Regions from separate parts of the Mus musculus genome. Here regions 1 and 2 are each linked to region 3. A link is a contact called in public ChIA-PET and promoter capture Hi-C data. All regions are on one chromosome and are shown on one strand. Each heading gives the region's core, a stretch centred on a gene start, on an enhancer-like site or on the middle of the called end of the contact. The rest is flanking DNA. Distances are from core to core; before and after follow the strand shown.

The links. Promoter capture Hi-C pulls out the DNA fragments that hold promoters and counts their contacts. ChIA-PET counts read pairs in DNA pulled down with a chosen protein or histone mark.
Region 1: a promoter capture Hi-C map of embryonic stem cells shows a contact between it and region 3, with 2.1 times the contacts expected there. The contact joins the promoter of Sptbn1 here to the promoter of Mtif2 in region 3. A contact is called at or near these places in 2 of 39 promoter capture datasets (embryonic stem cells and pre-B cells) and 1 of 115 datasets of contacts at active chromatin or transcription factors (embryonic stem cells).
Region 2: a contact with region 3 is called in an RNA polymerase II ChIA-PET map of memory CD8 T cells, with 18 read pairs. The contact joins the enhancer-like site here to the promoter of Mtif2 in region 3. A contact is called at or near these places in 1 of 39 promoter capture datasets (cranial neural crest), 1 of 484 Hi-C or Micro-C datasets (embryonic stem cells), 8 of 115 datasets of contacts at active chromatin or transcription factors (bone marrow-derived macrophages, effector CD8 T cells, embryonic stem cells and 4 more) and 2 of 9 other capture datasets (adipose tissue and pancreatic islet).

Annotation. Positions count from the first base shown.
Region 1 is chr11:30,218,513-30,223,227 of GRCm38.p6, reverse strand. It overlaps Sptbn1 (spectrin beta, non-erythrocytic 1), which reads left to right and starts at 3,456. Exons shown (of 35, transcript NM_175836.2): 1 at 3,456-3,649. The coding sequence starts at 3,502. Gm51887 (a long non-coding RNA gene) reads right to left here and starts at 1,611. Exons shown (of 3, transcript XR_003949652.1): 1 at 1,554-1,611.
Region 2 is chr11:30,179,869-30,184,652 of GRCm38.p6, reverse strand. All of the region lies in intron 1 of Sptbn1 (spectrin beta, non-erythrocytic 1), which reads left to right. Among named protein-coding and RNA genes, the nearest start is that of Sptbn1, 38 kb to the left of the region's middle. Within about 2 kb of position 1,677, at least 136 of the 459 cell types and tissues checked have an H3K27ac peak or open chromatin away from gene starts, as enhancers often do. A contact at or near this core is called in effector CD8 T cells, embryonic stem cells, memory CD8 T cells and 2 more, where this site is marked.
Region 3 is chr11:29,524,961-29,529,604 of GRCm38.p6, reverse strand. It overlaps Mtif2 (mitochondrial translational initiation factor 2), which reads right to left and starts at 3,208. Exons shown (of 14, transcript NM_133767.3): 1 at 2,762-3,208.

The DNA of each region.
Region 1 (4,715 bases), core at 2,207-4,706, 690 kb before region 3:
TCAGAAATGGTTTTTTGAGACAGGGTTTCTCTGTGTAGCCCTGGCTGTCCTGGAACTCACTTTGTAGACCAGGCTGGCCTTGGACTCAGAAATCCGCCTGCCTCTGCCTCCCGAGTTGCTGGGATTAAAGGTGTGCGCCACCATGCCCGGCCTGAAATTCACTTCTTTCTTAATGGTTATGACATGTAGCAGCCCATGCTGAAACTCTAGAGCTTATTTGATTCATGGATCTAGGAATAACTCATTGGGAAACTGGAGGGCAGCTGGTACCTGGTGATGGGTCAGGTTTGTGAAGAGGTTCAGTCACTTGTGAGAGCAGGGAAGGGGTTCAGTAGGAGACTCCGGAGCCAGAACAAAGGAGTAGGCACCTAGGCAGGTGCTACGGGCTCTGGGGCCACAGTGTAGCTTATCCAGCTTGGTCAGTAGATGGCACCAAATAGCTAGAACTTCCTTGGTGAAGGGTTTGCCCTGTTTGGGTTTCTCCTTGAGTTGGATTAAATCAACTTTTCTATACTTTGAATGATTATACTCCAAGGAGTTAATAGTATTGTAAAGGTTTTCTTTACTAGAGATAAAATATTCCAAGACAGATTTTATAAAAGGCTGCGATGTTGCAGTAGTCGTGAAAATTGACCATCTCCAAGGTTACTAGTGTGACTATATGGCTGGTCCTTCCCACGTCTTGCGCCCATCCCTGTGTTAGAGTTGCTTAACTATAAGGTCATTCAGTCAATAGGTTTTAGCTGTTCATTTGTGGTTTTGTAAAAACCTGTAAATATGTTGTTAGCATAACTGTTAAATGAGTATACCAACACACTTGTATTGTTAGGCTTGATTGCATCTGTCTGGGGGGAATTTCACTTCCAGGAAGGAATGTGATGTTTATGCTGTAGTGAATGAATGCAAGAGCAGATGCTGTGGATCATTTGTCAGTGGATGTGGTGCTATTTCCTCAAGAGCACATAGGATATGTTGATGGCTTGTGAGAGAACTATAATGGTAAAAGAGGAGGCAGGGGACGTTTTGGGCCACTGATGGTGCCAGTCAAGACACAGGTGGTTCATTTCAGCATGGAGACCCTATTGTAGTCCTGTATTGCTGGGTGGTGATCTTATTCTATTAGCATACAGATGCTAGTAATGAGCTATGCAGACTGACCCCTGTGCACATTCTTGGTGCACATTGAGTGACAGTTGGGCCAAGTGAGCATCCATGTACAAAGCTCTTACTATTAGTTTTTTAATCTTAATGTGAGAAGAGAGAAGGAGAGGAAATAACCAGCACCATTTGCCTTGTGATCTTTCTACCAATGAGACAGAAGCTATCTCCATCATATTCCCTTCTTAGATTTGCAGTTAACTTACTTGGATAGCTTTGTGTAACTGATTGAGCCTGAGTCCCTGTAGTGAAATTGAACACATACAGGAACTTAACCATAGCAATAGAATTAACCACAGAACCTTAGAAATGCCATAGGACTAGCCATATTGTACCAAGATGCATTCAAGAGCCCAAAAAGACCAACCAGGAGCAGACTGCCTGGGCTTACTCACCACTGACCCACAGGACGGTTTGCTGAAGCTGCCCTGAACTTTCATCTGGGCAAGGTTTTATAGGAAATGGCTAGCAAGGGGTGGAGGTTTCTATTCTGGCAAGCATCTGATTGGGGGGCTGTTGCTGTCCGTTAACATAATTGGCTAGTGCTAGGTGTCAAACCATAAACAACATTCTTTTCTCCTGATTTATGGTTGTTAGAAGTGACGTATCAAGGGCAGGCTTGTAACCTGGAGTGCGGATTTGTTGGAGAATAACCAACTGGTGCTACACATAAGTTTTGTTGGGGAGTAACTTGGAAACTGGTGCTAGACACCAGCCTGTTAGTTAACCAGAGTTCAGCCTTAGGTCTGGTTCTCCAAGATTGAGTCTGAATCCAAGCCTTTCATCCAGGCCTTTCTCCAAGTCCTGTCAGCATGCCTGACACATACCCACGCACACTACTACCACATTCACGTCTACTACTGCCAGTGCCAAACCACTTCCATCGTTGGAGTAGCCTCCTAGAATCTGTTTCCACATGGCACCAAGAACTATCCTTTAGAATCACATCCACCAGTGGCCGATGCTGACTCAAAGGTCATCATCAGCCAAGTCTGATGAGCTATGCAGGGGAGCCCTGTCTAGCTCCCCTAGCCTTGTCTCTCCTTACCTTTCCCTCTGCACACCTGACTCCAACTATACTGAGCATACCTTGGTGTACCTTTGTCTGGTGTGCCATTCTTCTTGATCTGGCCATGATCTGTACCTTTTAGACACCGAGACCTACACTAAGCAGAGTATTTATTTCTGACCAGTCTAAAATAGCCAGTTTCAAATTCATCTGTTTGTATTTTATTTTCCTTAAACTCTCTGGCTTTTGTGTGTGTGTGTTTTTGGTCTCCCTTCTATGAGGATGTAACACTTGTGTCATTTATTGTTCTCCCCAGGAATCTAGAGCACTGCTGATCATGTAGTAATTCCTCAATATGGTTGGGTTCTGCATGTGAGTAATAGCTGTATTGAATGGAGAAACTGTATTTAAAACTAAACATATTTCTCTTGATCCTCCAAGAATACATTGATAAAGTGAAGACTTTAGTGAGCCAGAGCTTATTTCATAGTTATTCCTTAAAAAAAAAAAAACCCACCATTATCCTCAAGGGCTTTAAAGGAGTGGGCATTACTATTGGTATTGGTCCTAGAATTTATAGTAACAATGGTATAAATAATTATAATACCTATTGAGTATTTACTATGCATGGATACTATCTTTGTTGCCATATGCTTCCATCTTAACCTTAGGCATCAATTCTAATATGTAAATGAGACATAGAGACAGAATGATTTGTTAGTTTTTCTTATATAGTAGCTTATGAAGGAAAAACTAAACGGTAATAGACAATAAAACTAAGGGAATTCACTTAAAAAGATCCATGTAGATGCTGATACAGCCCTGATAAAACATTAAACCTTCACCTTAAACTTTTTTGGTTCATTTTGCTCTGTTTTGGTTTTTTTCAAGACATGGTTTCTCTGTGTAGCCATAGCTGTCTTGTACTCCAGGCTGGCCTCAGACACATAGAGATCAGCCTGCCTCTGCCTCCTGAGTACTGGGATTAAAGGTGTGCACCATCACTGCCCAGACACTTTAAACTCCTTTAGGAAAGAACATTAATTTGGCACCCAGTGTTTCCTTCAGTCTTCTCCCTCCTCCGGGTTTGGGGAAAGCATTAAAGTAGCATGACCGAGGTCACACATGTGCTATGAAGCAGAGCCAAAGTTCAGAACTGGCCTTGGCTCTAGAAGGCACATCTGGACAAGCAGTGACTGTCCTAGTTTTTCCTTATTATCACCCCAGCAGGTGTATAGAGGATGTACACTTTGTATACACACCTGTGCTTTTCCTTTTTTACTCACAGAACTCTGAAAAGTAACTGATGTGGACAAGCAGCTGAGACAGTCAAGATGACGACCACGGTAGCCACAGACTATGACAACATTGAGATCCAGCAGCAGTACAGTGATGTGAACAACCGCTGGGATGTGGATGACTGGGACAATGAGAACAGCTCTGCAAGGCTCTTTGAGCGCTCCCGCATCAAGGCCCTGGCAGGTAAGTGTCCTGATGTTGTATGTCCCACCTGTCACCAGATGTTCTGTAGTCCCTTGAACATCAACCATTTCTCTTTTAAGCTGTCTTGCTTGAAGTTGACCTCTCCCTGCTTTAACATATCCTATGAGAGCTTGCTTACCCTTTTATAAGACATTTACTTTTGGAGAGCTGCCGAACTTAATGACCAACATAGTTTAGAACACAGTAAATAATGTTTACAGCAATTTAGAAAGAGCTGCTAAGAGTTTGTAAGGATTTTTTAATTCTAACACATCTTTAATTTCAAGTGTTTTAACATACTATATTTATATAAAATATCCAACTTGGCTGTATACGTAATGCCAGTGGCAGATTAGCTGATCTTTTCGGTGAGAGGTTGGTAAGTACCTTGTTACAAGGGCTTTAGATCTGAAAAGTAGCAGTGTCCTGTGGGAAGGCCATATTTAATGCTGTTAATGAGTAGGTTTGCCACTGATCATTCCCATTCAGTTTCATTTTCTAGAGAAAAACCATGCCAGGTAGATGTTAAGTAGTTATTCCAATTATATTCTAGTTTACGATACAAAGTCTATTATAATAGGTGCCTTGATTATTAAATTGTAAGTTTGTCAGTACTTTTGACATGATTCACATGAACTAGAAACCCACAAGAAAGTATTCAGGAAACAAGGGAGCTAAACATTTATTCTGTGTCTGCTGATTGGATTCTTTGAAAAGAATCCTGAATTCATGATTATTTTTAGTCAAGTCATTTCTGTTTGCCAAGAATAGAGATGCATGTACTCTGAATTAAAGAGATGTGTTTGCTAGTAGAAAACACAGTTGTTCAACATGGACAGAGCCCTCATTTCATCCTTGCCATACAAAAACAAGTAACAGCAGCAGCATGTGATAGAATTAAAGGAGAATAAAGGGATTATCGTAAAATATCAGACAGGGGCCAGGTGTGGTGGCCATGCTTTTAATCCTAGCACTCAGGAAACAGAGGCAGGCAGATGTTTGTGAGTTTGAGGCCAGCCTGGTTTACCTAGCAAGTTTTAGGCCAGCTAAGATTGATGTGGTAAGA
Region 2 (4,784 bases), core at 428-2,927, 660 kb before region 3:
TTTTGACCCCGAACTACTTTCAAGTCCTTGGTGTTTCTCAGTCCCTACTCCATTTTCTAAGTATTCTTATTTTTCCTATGTAAATACATGATTTCAAAGTTAAATTGTTTTTCACTTGAAGTACAGGAAACTGCTTTTTAAAGTCATTTATCAATGGACCAGACTGTGGTCTACTTGACTGGGGCTTTTTAGTTACAACTGTGCATAATTGTAGTCTTTATTGAGGTTGGGGAGAAGGGATAGTATTGAGGGAGGGAGTCTAGAGTGGTGGGAGCAGTTTGGTGGGGGTAGTGTGTGGTGATGGTCTTCTGTGCTTACCTCTCAGGTGGAATAGAGTATACGGGAACGGATGTGAATCCGTGGTCAGCCCTTAACACACACGCGTGCGCGCGCGCACACACACACACACACACACACACACACACACACACACACACACACACACCAACCCCCTGGGGACCCTTTCACCTTCTGCTGTTACCAGACTTTTCTTACCTCCTTTTCCTGTGAACTCCTGAATTAAGTCATTGATCCAGCCCTGTTGTGTGCTCAGGGTTTAAGGAAAAGGGAAGTGAGACACAGATCTCTTGGTAATTCAGAAGTTGATGTATGATCTTACGTTGTCTTCCCTTCTAGTAGGAATTTACAGTGTAACTTGACTAGATTTCTTGCATTAAAAAGAAAACAAAACTACTCTTGCATGAGGAGCCCTGGTAATTAGAATAATGACCAGGCATGATTCATTCTCTGATTAATATTCTGCTTATGGAAGCGTTTCTATCTCCAGCTCCACTAAGCAGCTGGACTCACAGGGATACAGTTTCTCTCTCCACCTTCAGGAAGCTCACCGACCAATCAAGAGACAAGAAGGAAGTTTTGTTGAGGATTTGAGTAGATACTCTGAAAGAGGAAAGGTAGACTACACACACTTGCAGAGCAGAGGCCATCTCTCCTAGGTTGCTGTGAGAATCAGCTCCATTCTTGTATGTCGACCCTCTGTGAAAAGGGGAAGACAAAAGCCAACTCAGTTGCTCAGGTTCCTGCTGGTGTAAAAGGCTTCGTTCTATTGGCAGTGGTAACTTTTACTGAGTACACTGTTGACTTAGTCAGTTCTGTTATTTGTGTTGGTCTCTTGAGACAGGTGTTACTATAGAACTGGAAATCATGGTCCTGCTGCCTCAGTCCCCCAGTGCCATCACACCTGTTATGCATTCCGAAGAATTCTCCAGATAAGAACAGAAATGATCCATATTTACATATGAGGAAAGAAGTAACTTGCCCACTGTTGAGTAACTGCTAGTGGTAGAGCTGGCATCTGCACCGGGTTGAGCACAAAGCCATTGTAGCTTTAAACCATTGTTTCACACAAACTCCATCCCAGAGAACGGAGGTGTGCTTGGGTGTGGCCAGCATGCGGAAGTTGTCTAGCAACAGTCCCTGCAGTTTATTCTCCCTCCCCACCTGCCTCTTTGTCTCTCCCTCTCTCTCTGACAGAGTATAACTACATTGCTCTGTCCTAGGACAGTGTTTCCTTCCTTCTTCTGGAGGGGTGCTCTTCTAGCCCAGGTCAGAAAGCCACCAGTTACTAGCATGCTGCTGCTTGAGCTATCCACCCTTTGTATTAGGATGGGTCATGCTCGTGGAGGCCGCGGTAAACCAGTGCTACTATGAAAAGTATGACTGGTGTCATCCGGTTTGGAATTGGAAGCCACACCCTTGCCACCACATTGTACTTCTTATACTGATAACCTGTGGCTTCAAAGTCAAACCACAAACTTCTGCATTGAATGTGAGTTTAAGAAAGAAATATGAGGTACCTTCACACACACATTATTTACCCTTTCAGACGCCCAGTGAGGTAGGTGTTTTTTCTGTCCTGTGGGTTAAGAAATCTGAGGCTTGTGAGGTGAAATATGTCTAGAGAAAAGAGAGAGCCAGCAACTGACAAATCGAGCAGGTAGCTACCAGTGGCGGAAATTGTATCAAGACAAAGCTCTTTTCAACATTTCTTGAAAATGGCTATGTTTCCTTTCCTTTGTGTCTGTGTGTGTATGTGTATACATGTTAATTATGTGCAGGCACACACTTACGTACACATAGATGCGTGCTTGTAGAGGCCAGAAGTCATTTCCCAGGAGTCTGTCAAGTGATATTTTTTTAAAATTTTGTTGTTAGCTTTTTTTTTTTTTAAATCTTGACACAGGATCTTGTTGTATAGACTGGTCATCCTCCTGCCTCAGTGTCTCAAGTTCTAGGGTAGCAGGCATGAGTCGCAGTGACCATCTCAAGTCAGATTTGTTTGTTTTGTTTTGTTTCTTATTGTTTATTTTTTGAGACAGGGTCTTTCTATGCAATCCTGGCTGTTGTGAAACTCTATTATGTAGACTAGGCTGGCTTACAGAGACTCCTCTGCCTTTCCCTCTGCCTGTGCCTCAAAAATGCTGGGAGTTAAACTGTGTATCACCATGTCTAGCCCAATTTGTTTGTTTTTTAAGATGGGTCTTACTGGCCTGGTGCTTATTAATTAGGCTGGACTGGCTGGTCAGAAACTACTAAAGATCTGTCTGTCTCAACCTCCCCAGTGGTGAGCACCGTAAGTACATACTGCCTGAGTGGTTTGCATATGTACTTTGTTGTTGTTTTGACATGGTTTCTAGGGATAGAACTCCAGTCCATGCTTCAGAGCAAGTAATTTATTACCTGAGCTATCTTCCCAGGCCCTAAAACCCTATTTTCTAATAGGTGGCAACACAAAACAAGTCATAGTACACACAGCTGTCAGCCTGTGTGGATAGGATTTTAGTTTTTGCTGTAAGCCATTGTATACTTGATCATTCTTTGTAGGTATTAGACAGATTTGTGGGGAATTCTAAAGGGCACACTTAACCTATCAACAGACTGAATAATACCCAGCTGGAAAAAAGTAGTTTTTTTTTCAGATATCAAAACATAAAGCTGTTGTTGCTGATGACTAAATTCTTCCATATAAGTTATGCAGCCATTTAATCTGCTTATCATTGACATTGTAAGAATACAGCATAGGATGGAGACCTAAATTCTTCCATATAAGTTATGCAGCCATTTAATCTGCTTATCATTGACATTGTAAGAATACAGCATAGGATGGAGACCCATGCTTCGACCTGCACAGGCATTGCTGACATCTACTCATATGCAAATAGTCTCCATGGAGCCAAGGAAGGTATGTGGAGGATGGAGTTTGAGCTAGCCTTACCTTAGGTGATTCGGAGATTTGGTGAGTCAAGAGCCTTCTGAACACTCACTGGGTAGGATGGATGGCGAGGGCTCTGGATTTGAACTGTCAGGTGAAATACCTGTAGTGACTCAGTGGCCTCCAGACTGCTCTACCTCAGGGTATATCTTGTTAAGAGCTCATTTGAATCAGTCTGTAATCCTTTGAACCAAAGGAGAGGGAAAATGTGTTTATATACATTAAGGAGGCTTTGCTCCAACAGAGAACCTTGGTTTTCTTGCTTTTTCCTAAGATAGGAATTAGTATGTAGTATAAGACAAACATGAGGTGTATGCTGGGGGATAGGACCCTCATTTAGTATGGTTTAGTTATGACAGCAGAATTAGGGAGAAGGCCTCTGTTTTAATTGCTGTGTCGCCCAGATCTTCCGTTTTCTGATACTGCCTTGGCTTGGCACGTAGCTAGAATGCTGATGTTGGAGTGTATTTAGGCCCAAGAAAAGAGGCTCTTGGCCTATCAAGTGCTTCAGAGTTTCTGCTGTTTTGATGAATTAGTTGTGATTTCTAAAACATTGTTTGAAACCCCACAGACGAAGCTTCAAAGCCAGTTGCTTATAATGTGCTCTAGTTGTTGCACTGTTGCAGGCTGGCTGCTGGAACAACGTACAAGAAGGAAGTAGATGTCATGATGAACAAGCATGTACAGTATAAGGACTTTGGAAACATGGGCATATAAAGGCCAGCTACTATCTGAAATTACATTTTAAAAGAGAAGACTAGGTAGAAATGGCAAATGTTTCAAGAAGTGTAAGGTATATTGCCGTCTGGATCATGGAATGTAAAAAAAATAATTTTGGGAGAATTGTCAAAACCATGATGAAGCTCATATGATGATGGTCACATGGAGGTAGTTATGAACAGAGAGAGTCACAAAACTGGAGCCTGGTGGAAGTATTTACCTAGGTTATGGTATTTCCCCCCCCCATTTCAATTATTTACAGTTATTTAGGATTTTTGCCTCCATTTTGTTAGCCAACTGTAAGTTAATGTTAGCACAAATCCACAGAATCTGCTGGTTAGAAGCCAGAGTTGGCAAAGTAACGTTAGGCAAATAGCTGGTGTTTCAGTTTTCTTACAGGTTAGCAAGGATTGTTGGTCATCTAATACAAGTTTTAAAGACTTCTGTAATACTGTTTTACCTTGTGCACATTGATTTTGTTTGATGCTATCTATGTCTAATAGATGTTCACTGTTTTAAAGGGAAGAAAAAAACTAAAAAAAGAAAAAGCACTCTTACCCCTGAGAACAAACAAAGAACAAATCCCAAATTTAAACAGTGTAGATGTCCTGTTCTCTGAGATCAAAGAATCAAGTCCTGTGGAGGGAATGATGGGCCATAAAGGAGTGGGACGTTCCAGTGTTGGACAGCAGCACAGTGAGAGACCCTTGCCTAAAGTCCGATAGGTGCCAGAAAGTTGTAGTATGCTCAAGAGCAGCCACACAAGACTTGTGCAGGTAGAGTTCTGTGTATTTGAGCCTTGATTTCTATGTTCCTTACTGAATCCCATTGA
Region 3 (4,644 bases), core at 1,959-4,458:
CATGGCAGCAGGAGCATCAGAAGTTCAAGGTCATTTAAACAGTTTGTGGCCTACTTTGGCAACATAAGACACTATCTAAAAACAATAAATGGCTATTTTTTATTATTATTTTTCAGGGGCTTGTGAATCAGAATACTTGTCTAGCAGGCACACAAATCTGGGTTTGATTCCTAGTACGCATGAACATAAACACACACACACACAAACACACACACTCTTATTTTAATGTTCATTTTCAGCCTTTCCTCTATACTTAATATTTGTTTATATGAGTGAAGTTGCACTGCTTTTTAAGATTGATTTTTATTTTGTGTTTATGGGTGTTTGCTTGTACATGTCTGTGTATCATGTGGGTGGAATGCTCCTAAAAGCCAAAAGAAGTATCAGACCCTCGACTGGAGTTACAGACAGCTGCTAGCCACCGTGTGGGTCTCCTGGAAGAGCAGCCAGTACTCTTTATCCCCCTACATTGTGTTTTAAAAAATTTCATTAGAGGATACATTGTTGTTTTATAACACTAAGCATTATTCTTGAATGTTAAAAAGAATGAAAATTATGGAGTATTGCACTGAATTTACCTTAATCATTTTTTAAAATTTATTTACTTGTTTATTTTACATGAGTACTCTTGCTGTCTTCAGACACACCAGAAGAGGGCATCGGATCCCACTACAGATGGTTGTGAGTCACCATGTGGTTGCTAGAAATTGAACTCAGGATCTCTGGAAGAGCAGTCAGTGCTCTTAACCGCTAAGCCATCTCTCCAGTCCTACCTTAATCATATAGGGCAGCTGATGTCAACCTGTGGGTCACAACCCTTTTGGGGGTTGCATAGCAAATATCCTGAATATCAAATATTTATGTTTTACAACTCATAACAGTAGCAAAATTATACTTATGAAATAGCAACAAAATAACTTTATGGTTAGGCACCATCACAACATAAGGAATTGTATTAGAGGGTCACAGCATTAGCAATAAAGCTAAAGCTTCAATGGGACATGCCAATGCATCCTCCTCACATGTATTTATGGTACTGACAGAGGAATAGGCTCAACAGCTTGCGGTGAGACATGACTTCACTGTGTTGCTACACTGGCCCGGAGCTCATGATGCCTTTGCTTCCACCTCCTAGGTTCTGCCATGAGACCCATGTCACCAGGCCTTCCCAGCAGTGTTTTTGGTTTCTTTCTTTCTTTCTTTCTTTCTTTCTTTCTTTCTTTCAGACAGGGTTTCTCTGTGTAGTTCTATCAGTTCTAGAACCAAGCAGGCCTCAAACTCAGAGATTTGCCTGCTTCTGCCTTCTGAATGCTGGCATTATAAGTGTGCCACTACCACCTAGCTGATTTGTTTTTAAAGGAAATAAACGACAGCCAAGTATGGTATAGGTGACTGTAATCCTACCATCTGGGAAGTGGAGGAATGAAGGTCAGAAGTACAAGGCCAACTTTGGTTACATAGTAAGTTTGGGGCCAACCTAAGCTTCATGGACCTTGTTTCAAAAACAAACAAACAAACAAATAAAAAAATGAAAATACACCACACAGTCTAGGAGAAGGCTCAGCAGGAAAAAGTGTTTTTAAGCTTGACAACCTGGGTTCAATCTCCAGAATCCATGAGAAGATGGAAGGAAAGGTTCAACTCCCCAAAACTGTTCTCAAACCTCTCCCTGTAGCCCATGCCTTGTACATGATTTGCCCATATATACACATAACACACACCATACAGACACAGAAAAAAATACCAATAAAAGGAAAAAAATCTAGAGCTGAAAGTGACACAGTAAAGTAGTAGAGAAAGGACCTGATGCAGTAACAAAAGGCCTTGACTTGACACCTCTTACAGACCAGTCACTCTTGTCCTATGAGTCTCATTTTCCTGAGTTCTGAAAAAAGAAAGAAGTGTTTCTTTGTAGCCTTTCTATAACAAGGTTACAAAGAAAAAAATGAGATGATAAATGTATTGTTTCTCACTGATGACTTACTTTCTCTGAAGATTCACAACATGAATGTTACAAACATTCACAAGCCACCATCTCCCTCATTTATAGATAATTCTGAGGCTTTGTGGGTGTTTAATAGTTAGTATTTTACCTTAAAAGACTCATTCAAGAAGGAAAGGATCAAAAGAAATTCTGACTTCATTCCAAGTAAATGAACTAAGATTTAGAAATTCAAGCCAGGCCTGCTGGCACAGGCAACTCTAGGCAAAGGCTGGAGGATGCCAAGTTCAAAGCCAGTCTTCAGTCTTAGCTACATAGGGAGCTCAAGGCCAGGCTAGGTATATCAGGGAAACCACCTTTCAAAAGAAAATGCAAAAGATAAGAGAAGAAAGAGGAGGAGGAGGAAGGAGATGGAGTGAAGGGGCAGGGAGACAGAGAAGAAAGAGAGAATGCATTGCTTTAATCATGCAAGGGAGTAAAAGGAAGTGCTCAGAAAGCATAGGATTCCTTAAACCTTTTTTTTTTTTTTTTTTTTTTTTTTTAAGACAGGGTCTCACTATGTAGCCTTGGCTGTCCTGGAACTCACTATGTAGACCAAGAGGGACTCGAACTTATAGATCCACCTGCCTCTGCCTCCCAAGCGCTGGGATTAAAGATGTGCACTACTATGCCCATCTTACTTAAATCATTTTTAAATGAGCTGTGAAGCAGATTTGACAAGGGCACAGAACAATGAAACGAGACTCTATGAGACAAACCAACACAGAGATATATAATCGAGAAATCAGACACATCAGAATAATAACCCAAATCTCAAACCTGGGAAGAAATCTTGGTTGTTAAATATCCCAACGCCTCTCACTTTACAGAGGACAGTGGACTCAAGAAGGGGTCATTACTACTTCCATAAGGTTAGCGGCAACCGAGAACTCAGGCTGACAATTCCCATAGCGGAGAGGGCGTGCGAATGCTGCAAAAGCGTAGCTGCATTAACGGAAATGTCTGAATAGACCAGTAAGAGGATTTGGAAAGGAAAAAAAAAATCGTTGTGAAAAATCAAACACCGCCGCTGCCACGCGGGCCTCTGGGGAGCGCACCTGAGCGCTCGTGGACTCCGAAGCCGCGGCAAGTGACACTGGCACTCGCGACCACCCTAGCGCAGAGACCCCACTCACTCAACTCCCAGGCGAGGTCGCCCTCCGGACCCAGGAGAATTGTGGGTCATTCAGTCCGTCCCTTCCGTGAGGTCCCCGTCGTGCTTCCGGTACCGCCGGAAGCAGCTTCCCCATGGAATTCTGGGTTGTCTGTGGCTGGTGGAGGCCGGCTATGGCTGGTCCTGTAACCTGCAGCTTCGGCTGCTGGCCTGCAGTGGGGACCGGGTGCTCTGCAGTTCCCTCCCTTCTCCAGGAAGAACACGTACTTCAAACTTGCGTGTATCTAGCTGGAAGGAAGCGGCGCAAGGTGGCCCTAGAAAGCTCTAACGGGGTGGGCAGGGTAGGTAGTGGAGCTAGGGTTCTCCGGCTGCTGGCCCAGCCCGTTCACAGTGTGAACTTAGAGGTGTGTTGTCAACTCTGTGCCTCGACTTTATCTGTTGTATGGAATCACGGTACGGACTTCATAAGATCGTGGGAAGGTTTCAGTGACTTGTTGAGAGTACGAGTCAAGTAAACGTTTTTCGTTATGATTTTGGTTGTTTTTCTTCACTTTGGAGTTTTTCCGGTCTCCTCTTTGGCCACAGCCATCATCATCTCTTGAGGGTAACTCGTTTACACCTAGCACTACCACAGATTAAGGGAATAGCATAGAAAAGTTTCTTATCCCAAAGCACGCTTTACCATTATCTCTCATTGTCTACCCTAAACTCAGGTCCCTCAGTCCACTCATTTTCTTTAAAAAATTTTTGTCTTTTTTATTTGTATACACACACTGAATTCAGGAACTCAGGCTTGAAATAAGCTCCTTTATTCACGTAGCCATCTCATTACCCTTACCCCTTTCCATCACAAAGATTCAGTCAGTATTAATGACTATAGAGACTCCTGAAAACCTTTTTTATCTGAATCTCCATTAAGCCCACACTTGAAAATGACCCAAGTTCATAAACATGTATTGAAGTTCACTTTCTGTAAGCAGTTCTTTGCTCTCACTTGCTTTGGCAAGCATTGAGAAACCAGCTAAAATAATGTGTGGCCTACTAAAATTTACATCCAACCACCTGTTCATTTGCTTGCACCTGGACATTCCCTTTACCTCTACAACCTCAACCACATGGCCTTTTTTGCAGTTCAAACTCTGTCATCATCATTCCATCCGACCTCCGGCCTGGGTGCATTGTCTTTTCCTCAGACACTTTTTCTGTTAGTTTTCAGCTTCTGCTTCTCAGGCCTCTTTGAAAGTCCTTAACTCGGCTTTAACCCTTTCAACGTCTGTAGCCATTCTGTAGCCTGTAGTGTAGTTCTAATAGAATCACTGTATCTCTGGGCAAACATCAGAAGGAATAGTTGTTTTCTAGAAGTACTTGGACCTTGAAGAAATCATTGTAGAAAACTGTTTGGGTTCAGGAATCGCCACACAAACCATAGGAATAATAAGCAGGAATAGTTTATTGAATGCACATCCTAATACTGGTCAGACCAGAGACAGCTCAGAATTATCTCAACTATGACAATGGATATCCTTTCCTATTAACTTATAAAGGAAAA